2 separate regions of the Mus musculus genome follow, and region 2 is linked to region 1. A link is a contact called in public Hi-C data. All regions are on one chromosome and are shown on one strand. Each heading gives the region's core, a stretch centred on a gene start, on an enhancer-like site or on the middle of the called end of the contact. The rest is flanking DNA. Distances are from core to core; before and after follow the strand shown.

The links. A called contact is a pair of places that touch in the nucleus more often than the background predicts.
Region 2: a Hi-C map of cerebellum shows a contact between it and region 1, with 4 times the contacts expected there. The contact joins the enhancer-like site here to the promoter of 4932441J04Rik in region 1. A contact is called at or near these places in 3 of 39 promoter capture datasets (cranial neural crest, hippocampal neurons and maxillary cranial neural crest), 10 of 484 Hi-C or Micro-C datasets (cerebellar granule neurons, cerebellum, cerebral cortex and 4 more) and 7 of 115 datasets of contacts at active chromatin or transcription factors (SST interneurons, astrocytes, embryonic forebrain and 4 more).

The regions. Positions count from the first base shown.
Region 1 is chr5:57,714,835-57,720,321 of GRCm38.p6, reverse strand. 4932441J04Rik (RIKEN cDNA 4932441J04 gene) reads left to right here and starts at 2,403. Exons shown (of 5, transcript NR_015588.2): 1 at 2,403-2,476. It overlaps Pcdh7 (protocadherin 7), which reads right to left and starts at 2,241. Exons shown (of 3, transcript NM_001122758.2): 1 at 1-2,241. The coding sequence starts at 1,217.
Region 2 is chr5:60,597,542-60,602,677 of GRCm38.p6, reverse strand. No RefSeq gene overlaps it. Among named protein-coding and RNA genes, the nearest start is that of Gm23331, 99 kb to the right of the region's middle. Within about 2 kb of position 2,412, at least 13 of the 459 cell types and tissues checked have an H3K27ac peak or open chromatin away from gene starts, as enhancers often do. A contact at or near this core is called in cerebellum, where this site is marked.

The sequences.
Region 1 (5,487 bases), core at 1,154-3,653:
TTGATGTTGAGGACTACGGTGGCCTTATCAGTCTTGGGGGGCTGCCCGCGGTCACGGGCCATTACTGTGAATCTCAACTGGTTCACTTCCTCGCGGTCGATCCGGTGTAAGACACTGAGCCAGCCCGACGTTTCATCCAGGCGCAGTAGCCGTCTTACCGACTCGGTGGCAGCCCCAAATACATACTCGATCTGTCCATTGACCCCTACATCCAAATCGGTGGCGCGCAACTGTAGGATGGGGGTGCCCGGAGCGCTGTTCTCAGCCAGGTCAGCCTCATACACGCTCTTCTCGAAGCGGGGGCTGTTGTCATTCACGTCGGTGATGAGCACCCGCAAGATGGCCTGCGAAGACCGAGGTGGGTCGCCCCCATCGCGCACTCGGAGGGTCAGCTCATAGGAATCTCTCTGCTCCCGGTCCAGCGCCCCCTTCACGATCAGCTGCGGTTGTTTCTCGCCGTCTGGAGTGTCTGCCACCTGAAGCTCAAACACACTGCTTCGGCCACTAGGACTCGTCCCGCCGCCACCCTCAGGCGCGTCCAGCCGCCGCTTGGAGCCTCCAGAGCCGCCGCCGCTCGCGCTGTTCCCGCCGCCCCCTGGGTAGGGGGCGCTGTCCGCCGGCCCCAAGCGCCTTCCCTCGCCGCTGCCGCCGCCACCCCCGGGCTCCTGGAGCAGCTCGTAGCGTTCGATGCCATTGCGACCAAAGTCACGATCGGTGGCCGTGGGCAGCAGGTAGAGCGTGCCTACAGGCCGGTTCTCCTCCACCGTGAGCGTGAGCACCGGCGACGGGAAGGTGGGCGTGTTATCGTTGATGTCCAGCACGATGACCCGACCCTCAAACAGGTCCACCCAGCTCTGTGAGGGCCCTATCACCGACACCTCGAAGTCCAGGAAACATTCGTTCTCGTCGAAGATCATCTGACATTGGGGCAGCTTTTCTCGGTCGATGCGCCGCTCACTGGTGCTCAGCTCGCCGGTGAGGTTGTCAATCTTCAGATACTCAGAACCAGACTCAAGGCTGAAAGTCACCTCGCCGGAGCCGGTCACGATGCCCAGGTCCGAGGCCACATTGCCGATCCGCACGTCGGCGGGGCCCTCCTCGGCCAGCCGGTACCGGAGCAGCTGCTTGGCGGCGGCCAGGCTGAAGCAGAGCGGCAGAAGGAGACAACAGCCCAAGCACCAGCCGCGCGCCCATCCCGTGGTCCGCATCCTCAGCATCTTCTCTTGCTGCTGCTGCTACTGCTCCTTCTAACCACAACCCCCCTCGGCACCCCCCTCCTCCGGGGCTGGCCGCCTGCCCTCCCCTCGGTCCTCCTCTCCGGGAAAGGAAGAAACGAGAGGGAGGGGAGGGAGGGGGCCAGAGTAGCGCGTAGAGTCGGCCGATGGGAGGGGGGCAGCTAGAGATGCTTCTTTTTTTCTCCTCCTGCTTCTTCCGAAAGTTATTGTTTCATAATTCATGCAATGGGTGCTAATCGCCCGCTCGCCGGCCACCGTTTACTCGCAGTACTCACAGTTCACGGGACACTGCGCGCCACGGGCTCGGTGCCCCCACAAAGTCATCCCCGCAGTGGGAAGATACTGAGATCCAGTCTCCAAGCCCTGGGAAGGGGCCGGAACCGCTTCTGCAAGAGGGCGGCGGAGCCTGGTAGCGGACTAGAACAAACCTGCAGCCTTCCCCGCCTGACAGCAGCGTTAGTCCTTACTGCTACTCGAGTTAAGTCCAATTCACGTTCCAGCTACTCACTCTAGACCCAGGCTCTGTTTAGGCTCCCGAGGTCCAGACAAACCTGAACCGCTTCCTGCTTCAGGCTCTGGGGCGAGCAACAAGCCAGTCTTAACTCTGACTCCTCTTAAGCAGCCGGGAAGCCACTCAACATATCTTGAATGAAAAATTCCACGGCAGGTCGCTTCGGGCAAGGTGCAGCGAAAAGACGCCTCGCGTCACAGCTCGGTCCGCGACCGGGTGCTCCCGGCGCGCCAAAGAGCAGCCCGAGCCATCTTCAGAGACGCCCAGAGTCGGTCGCTTCTCACCCCGAAGAGCTCCGGTTTCTCTTTTTTTCTTAACAACTCTGCGCAAGGTCATTAGTCACGAAGCCGCCGCCTGAAACCGCAGCAACCATTCGCCCGCGGGGGCGAGAGCCGAACCGTGCGCACCGCGCGGTGCCCAAGTTTGGATTCTCAGCCGCAGAGTCCGTGCCTTCCCTCACCTGCATTCGGCCCGCGTGTTGGAGCAGTGGGATCTGCAGCGCTGTGCGCGATTCAGGGAGGAGATTGCAGCCTCTCTCTCTCTCCCCGCTCTCTCTCGATCCCTCCCCTCCCTCCCTCCTTCTCTTTCTCTCCTCCCTCCTCTTCTCTCTCCTCCCTCCTCTCCTTTCCCCTTTCCCCCCCTCTCTCACTCTCTCCAGCACAGTCTCTCAGCTTCTTCCAGTCTCAATGCGGGGAACTCGAGCTGAACTTGATCCCTTTGCAGTTCAAAGGTGAGCAAGCCTGGCTCCGTGCATCCGCGCGACACTGGCCCGGTGAAAGCTCACGACCGGGCACTCCTAACGGCAATTAACAAAGATGCCCAATTCTGTCCGGATTTCCAAAGAAAAGCCAAAGCCACTGGGGCGGGGGTGGAGGGGGAGGTGGAGTCAAACAGAGCTGCCAAGTAGCTTAAAAAAAAAAAATCTAGTTTGCCAAAGGGAGAAAAAGTGCCAGTCGGCTGTTGTCTCGGAAGTGCCCTGGCGCGGCGGGTGAATTCCGCAGTTGTCTCGTCCGCTTTCGCGTCTAGCAGAGTCTGGTGCGCGCGCTCCCGCCGCCTCTCTGGCTGTGGCTGTTCCGAGACACCGAATCGCTCCGGGGAAGCTCCTACTCTCGCTACCCACTAGCCGGAAACCCGCAAGTTTGCATAAACTGGTGGTTGTTGCGGAAAGCCCGCGGGCTCCGGAGTCAGACTTGACTCCGACGCTGCAGCGGCGGCGGCGGTATCCGAAACTACACAGTTGCAGAGAACCAGGGAGGAGGGCCCAGGGAAGGGAGGCGGGAGGAAGGACTAGCCAGCCGCGGCGCTCACCGAAGCCAGGCTTCGCTTCGTGGGGCCGACTGAGAACTGCCCAATCTCAGCCCCGATAAGCCAAAGTCTAGTCTCCTTAGGCAGTTTGGGTGGGGGTGGGGTGATTCTTTTTCCCCCTCTAGGGCTGGTAGACTAAACCCGGCTGCGTGGGTAAGAGCTGAAGTGAGGGTGTTAGTATACCTTCCTCCCACGTCTACCCTCAGACGATGCCCCCCTCCCGCCCCAACTCCCACCCGCAACGTGTCTTCGTTTCGCAATTTAGCATCTGGGTTAGTGAATTGCTACTGGTAGGCTGAGGTCGATGTCTGAGTTCCGAAAGCCAAGCTTGTGTTCTGCCAAACCGTGACGGGCTGCAGTAGTGAAGAGAGAGCATCAAACTCCAACGAGAGCCAGAGAGGATCCTTTTTTGGAGCCCAGACTTTGGAGGTCTGGGTTGGGGAGGGGAGAATGCCTGCCTTTGTTTAAATGCTTGGAATTCCTGTCATCCGGCTCTCACTGGGGATAGACCGTGTGTGCACGCGCCTGGGGAATAAAACACATGCTAGAAGCCTGGGTATTATTTTCTAAGCAGAGCCTGCAGCTTTTAGTAACCGGCAAAGTGTAGCGTCACCTATCTGGATATAAGGGAAATAAACTTTAATGGCAACTTTGTGTACCGAGTATGCTTAACCTCTTTTCTCTCCTTTTGACTTTGTGCCTCGTGATCCTCCCTGCCATTCCCGGGCGTGAGGCTTCCCCGGTTCTCACTCATGACCACCGCAGTCTGCCAAGTCAGATCTCAGGGCTGGTGGTGTATTTCGAACCGAAGCCCACTTCTCATGTATTTCACACTGTCAAAATAAAGACCCTCTACCGAAAGATTAAGAAAAGACGAAGGTAGTAGGTGGAGTTTGTGTCGGGTCCTTACTATCTCGGAGAATGTTGCTAGGAATTTAAGGGTTCCTTTAAAGACGAATTTGCATGCCCGATCTAATGCTCACGGAATCAATTTTACTCTGAGACCAGAGGAGGCAGAATGACTTAAATAAGTCAAACACCAATAAAGTCTAGGAGCAAAGGAAGCGCGCGGTTGTTTGGAGGAGCGCGGCGAGGAGTGTGTTTGGGGGCGGGGGAGCGACAGTGGTTTCCAAAAGCTCTCCCAGGAGGGGCGGGGGTGGAAGCGCGGAGGACGGAACCGTGAGTAGTATGTGCCAGGAGCTAACGAATATTTCCCTGTCCCATAAAGCAGCATCTTTCCGGGAGGGGTGGCTCCTCCTCCTCGGCGAGAACGGCCTTCCCCGTAACCCTCCGGCCGCCGCCACCAGAGCTCTCAGCTCTGTATCTGCAGCATCAGCGAGAAAAGCCTGGCGCGCAGGCTCAGTGCGCACCGCCGCAGTCTGAAGGAGGGGGCTGGCGCCGCAGCGCCTCAGCGGCCGACGAAGTGGCAGTAACGCGATGTCCCCCTCACATTTGGAAGAATAGAGGTTTATCTGAATGCCAGCTTTCTCCCGATCCAGACTGGAATGGGAAGGGGGACGTCACCTCCACTGCGAGGCTTTGCGCTGTGCATTCCGATGCGTGGTAGTGTGGCACTCACTCCCCTCATCGCCTTACTAGAATTTTGCAAACTTCAAGCAATCGTGTGGGCAGAAAGACATTATGCACTCCCTCTTCCCTTGTCAGACCATAAACTTGAATAACCCTCCTCTGCCTCTTCAAGCATTTTCCCGCCGCTCTTGACAAGGGTGGAGGGAGGGACTGCGTGGTCTACTCTTGCCTAGAGTTTGCATATATTTCCTCCCCACGACGATTAGGGGACAGGGGTGCAGCGCGTCCTTCACACTGTAGTGGTTTCCTCTGAGAGAGGGAGGTAACCTCCTCTCGCCCTCCCCACTTATCCCCACCGACTCTGCCGCGGAGCCAAGCCAGCGTGGGAAATGGGTCCGACGTGTGTTGCATGGATAGCAGCGCGGCCAGGCTGCTGTTGGGCCGGGAAACCTTGCTCTGCTCCCTCCCCCACCAGTCGCCAGCTCCGACCTTTCCGCCAGAGAAGTGGCAGCTCCTTTGCCGCCTCCCCCTCCCCCAGCGGTTCCTGTGGACGAGAATGGAATGGGCGGGAAGAGGGTAAAGGGGGGTAAAGTGGGGTAAAGGGAGGTAAAGGGGGTGACACCCTCCTAGCGCCCTTGCGGCGGCCGTTGCTCCCAATCCTCTTCCGCCCCCTGTCTGGGCGCTCACACCACTGCTGTAGCCTCCAGCCCGTGTGCAGGGTGAATGAAGGCGAGCAGTAGTCCCGTCCCCCCCCCCCCCCCGCCCCATTTCCGCAGTCTTAGAGCTAGTGTCACAAGTGCTCAGCAATTTCATTAAATGGAACCCAGGGACTTAATCCTCCCAGTAGCAGACCTCACCAGGGGAATGTGATATCCGGATTCGCTCCCACCCACAGACCCCACCCGG
Region 2 (5,136 bases), core at 1,163-3,662, 2.9 Mb before region 1:
GAAAAAGGTTCAAACTGTACAATTTTTACCACCAAGTGAAGCATTCATTGGCAGGACTAAATTACATCTAGTTGAGTCATTTAAACTTATACCTAAATTTCCTTGTCAGCTTTTCTGACAAGATTCATTGAGCTGACAGTTATTCTGGTTGCTATCACAGGAGAAATGTAACCACCAACTCTGCTTCAAATCCTGCATACTACTATGGTGACCTTACTGCCAGATATGCTGGTGAAATTGCGATGGAAAGATTATGGCAATAACCACCCATTATCATATTGACTTTAAGATCCACTCCATGGGATAAAACACATGCAAGACATTACTCAATGTCAATACCCCTGCAAGACTAACTATGCCATAGACCTAGGGGAAAAAGAAATAATTTTTCAGTTAGACACAGAACAATAAAATGACCCCAATGATGTTCTTTTGTAGCCATGAATAAATTGTCACTATCAGTTGTTAGAGAAATCCTCTTACACTTTATGTAAACTAATATAAAGAACCCAAAGTGGGCCATATGCAGTGACAGTAATTTTTGAAACACTCTGCTTGAAATGTGATTTTTCCTCACATCAGTTCCATCAGGGCTCAAGGCACTTTCTGGAAGAGGAGAAAACATTGTAGGACTGAGAGGAAATGGATGAATCCAAAGAAAGCATATATTCCAGACACAATAAGACTGAGGTACATATAAATTTATAGAGTGCAAAGCATGCATAAGGCCTCTCCAGGATTAAGACACAGGATCTCAGGAATGAGTATTGGATAGACACTCCCATCCTAAATCAAGAAGCCATCTCCACCTAGCATCCGTTTGCAAAAGAAAAATAGTTCTCTTTAATGTAGTCTCACCGAGCATATTAACCACATTTATGTGGGGACCCCATTCCTAGCTATAGACAACCAATAACACAATGAACTCAATAGTATTTCATAGACTTTTTTTTTTTTCATATTGCTTTGTTTGGGCTTTTCCTTCCTTCCTTTCTTCCTTCCTTGCTTCCTTCCTTCCTTCATTCCTCCCTCCCTCCCTTCCTCTCTCTCTTTCTCTCTCCCTTCCTCTCTCTCTCTCTCTCTCTCTCTCTCTCTCTCTTTCTTCCTTCCTTCCTTCCTTCCTTCCTTCCTTCCTTGTAAAGATTTCCCCTTCTTTATGGTTTGTTTGTTGTCCATTTTCTAAAAAGAGAAAGCAAGAAGGCATAGAGTTGTTAGTAGTTTGAGGTGGAGAGGAAGTAGAGAAGAAGTTGTAAGAGGAGAAATATTGGGTATAATATATTGTTTTTTTCAAGAGTAAAAAAGAAATGTGAGCTAAGGAAATCAGTAAATAAACATCAAATGTTAACATAAACAAAACTCAAGTTAGTTGTGAAAATGATCAATATCACTTATGTCATGGAAATGCAAATTAAATCCCCTGAGAGGTATCATCCCTCCCTTTGCAAAGTTAATGAGCACTGGAAGTTAAAATTCTGTACACTGTTAAGTAGGGTAAGGCTTTATCCTCACTATCAGATCCCCAGATTAAAACCTCTCCTTCATTTATGAGGTTAAGAGTCAATGCCGTTAAGCAAACTCAATGTTATCATGCTGCAGGTTAGACAAATATCAACTAAAACAATATAAATAATCTCACATGCCTTATTTAGTCTCTAATTTTCTTAGAAAAGTGATAAGAGAAATAAGTGCTTCTGAACTTTCTTTGTCTCTAAGACATATTTTAGGTGACCCAAATGGACTTTTTAAAGTAAATTATAAACTATACTTAAACGTAAAATTGTATTTAATGTTACCTTTTTCTCCATTAGAAAAAAATGGAATTCATTCTACATGTTTAATGATATAATTTGCAGCATAAAATAATCTATTAAAACCTTTAAATAGAAGGGAGAAAGAAATAGGAAAGGAAAAAAATACTAAATCATTGATATCCAAAATACTCAAATATAGATATCTCTATGTCTCTTTACTTCGTATGTCTTTTATACTTGAAATATAAGCATGAAAGTCTGTCTTGTTCATGCTTTGTAACTCTTTAGTAATGTAACACTATAGCACACAGATAGAAAATATTAAGAAACACCAGATTTTGATTTTCATGAGAAAAGAGAATAACTAACAAACGTGAATTTAAGTCATTCAGTCATTCATGCATGCTGCAGAGGTGAGGCCAATCAGATGACAGGCGTCCAATTTCACACCACCACAGCACATTCTCTGCTAAATGTAACGGAAGAATGAACAAAGCAACCAGAAGCAATCTAACAGTCCAACAAATTTCTGTTCAGTGGATGCTGGTTTCCAAGAAAATGCTAATAACAAGACCACGTGTTGTTTTGGCAGAGTCAGGAGTTAACGTGATTATGTTCCCATGGGTCACCACATGTTGTCTTGGCCATCATCATTGTTTCCTGTAGTGATAAGATGCCTAAGGGTTACCACAGGCTGATAGACATAGCACGCCAAATTACACTCTGCATCACGCCATCTGCCAAGCTACAGCTTTTCAGGACACTGCAGAACTGCAGAAAGAAAAAAAAAAAGTCTTGTGATTATAGGCAGGTATTTCATGATCTATGATCTGGAATCATTTTTATGGAGCTGATGATTATGTACACATGACAGGGTGAGAGTGTCAATGAAATCCCAATTAGGGGGGATATTCAAAAGCCCAGGCCTGCATAGCTCACTAAGTTTAACAGAAGGGAGTGTGGATTCATCTTGTAGCATTTGTTCTATTCTCAGCTTTAATTAGCATCAAGGAGTTTAATTAGAAAGATACCATATGAGAGAATACAGGGAATGGAACAGCTCGAAGGGACAAAACACTTCTTTGGTCCAGATGCTTCGTGCTCCCAAATAATTTGAGAGATGTGGTCAAGAAGACACAATTAGAACCTAGGGATTACAAACTCCAGGCAGAGACATGCATGTTTGAAGGCCTGCTCAAGAACTACAGGCAGACAATGATAATAGTTATTAATCACAGTCCTTGTCCAAAGGCTCTCCTCTTCCCAGTGTCTGCACTAAACAGCTACACCACGTGGATCCTCTCATTAGTGTACTGTGGATGTTTTCTTTTTTCTCATACTCTCTGAATGAAATATTGTGCATCACAGTTACATAATTATTGCTGTTTAAGTATTTATTAATTCAACAATTGTTTTGTGGAAAACCCATGCATATGATACCTGCACTGAATAGGAAATGAAATACAGAGGAAGAAAGAAAAATGAGAATCTTCTCACAAGTAAAAAAATCATTGAGAATGACTGAGAGAACATCTTGGTACTTTGTTACATATTCTGCTTTAAATAACACAACAATAAAAGTCAGCTCTCCTACAAAAACTGCTGACATACAGTATTGTTCAGTCACTATCTTCTTAAGCAAACAGAACAAACCAGAAATCATGAATTTAATATGCTCTTCCCAGTTTTGCTTGTACAGTAGCAGAATAAAATGAAAGAAATTTTTTATTTTGTTGAATTTATATATATGACTTTATATAAGATATTAATTATAAAGATTTCTATATATAATTTATAAATATCCCCATAATTTATGGTTTTCTGGAATTATATTTTTTCAGGAATTGTATATATATAAAATGTGTGTGTGTGTGTGTATACATATACACATATACATATATAGGTAGGTAGAGAATGGGAAATGAGGTTACAAGGAAAGTCTCCTCGACAAAGCTTATAAGATCATTTAAGATCTGTGTCCCATTATTTCTATACGTTACCTCTAGGGTATATTCTGAATGTTTGTGAGCTTCTTCAATTTCAAAAGCCTGAAATTTATTTTACCAAGTCAAGTACTGTCGTGAATAAGCAGGGAGCTAATAAAATTGCTTTCAACTAAAGTTTTCAAATGGAAAATTGAATGGATTTGAAATTTAAAGGTAGTCTTTAGCCAAGTTGAAAAAGCTAAACTTTAAATGAATTCCTCATGGATTTCTAATATTTATAACGTATGAAGTAAAATTGAGAATTAAACTGTCCTTTGCAATAAAAGCTAGGAATTGAACAGAACAAAATTTTTGCCAACTAAGCATGTGCTTACCGTCCTGCTGACACTGACTTCGCCAAGTTTGTTAGAATCAGTGTTGTAAAGCTGATATTAACGTCTGTGTATAGTTAACATTTGAGGTACTATTTCAATTAATAAATTAATGTATTTCAGTTAGTTTCAGAAAATTAAAGTGAAGCTATAATTTTTGATAATGGCTTTATTAGATGTATAGAAATATGGAAAAGTATTCATTTCAAGAAATGATTCAGGAATTGTTTTTAAAAGTTTTGGTTTTGGTATAAAGAATCCTCTGGATGGATTGTCTGACCTTTTAGAATATTTAGAAGAAATATATAATAACTAAAACAGTACTTTTTTTATTTTACAAATAAAGCTATGAAACACAAATACTGAAATGTTAATCTCGATTATCCTCTCTTCAAAATGTGGTGAGACTCTGTTGTTCAATTTAATACTATATTGCCTTTTTTTGTTTTTGAGTTTTTCGAGACAGGGTTTCTCTGTGTATCACTGGCTGTCCTGGAACTCACTCTGTAGACCAGGATGGCCTTGAATGGTGTAATTTTTTAAGTTTCAAGTAACAGTAGTAAAATATTGATAGTATGTAAAGAGAGTAAATAAACTCAGAGGTATTACTAGCCTGGAAGTTAGGTCCCTAAAACAATTTTCTTAGCATTTTTATGATAAAAGAAGAGAAAGCAAGAGTGAAATTACTATCATAAATTTTTAGTTTAAAATAAAAATTTCAGAAGCACATAAAAACTCAGAAAATTAGCCCTCAATAAAGCACGGTAAGAGGGACACTAGGAAAACATACTAAAGAGTAATACATAGGACTTATGCATTTTAAAGAAACACAAGTTTCAGAGTGAATTAATTGAGTGCACCAAATCACAAGATAACAGAGTAGAGTAGGGACAAATGATCAAAAGAAAAGTGAAACAAGGATGTGGGATGATGAGGCACTTGTGCATAATATGAACATGAGTTCAGAGTCCCAGCTATAAAGTGATGTAATGATGGATGGATTTATAGCAATTGCAAATAACTGTGTGACTAATAATTAATTAGGGCCATTTTAAGGATAGAATAGAA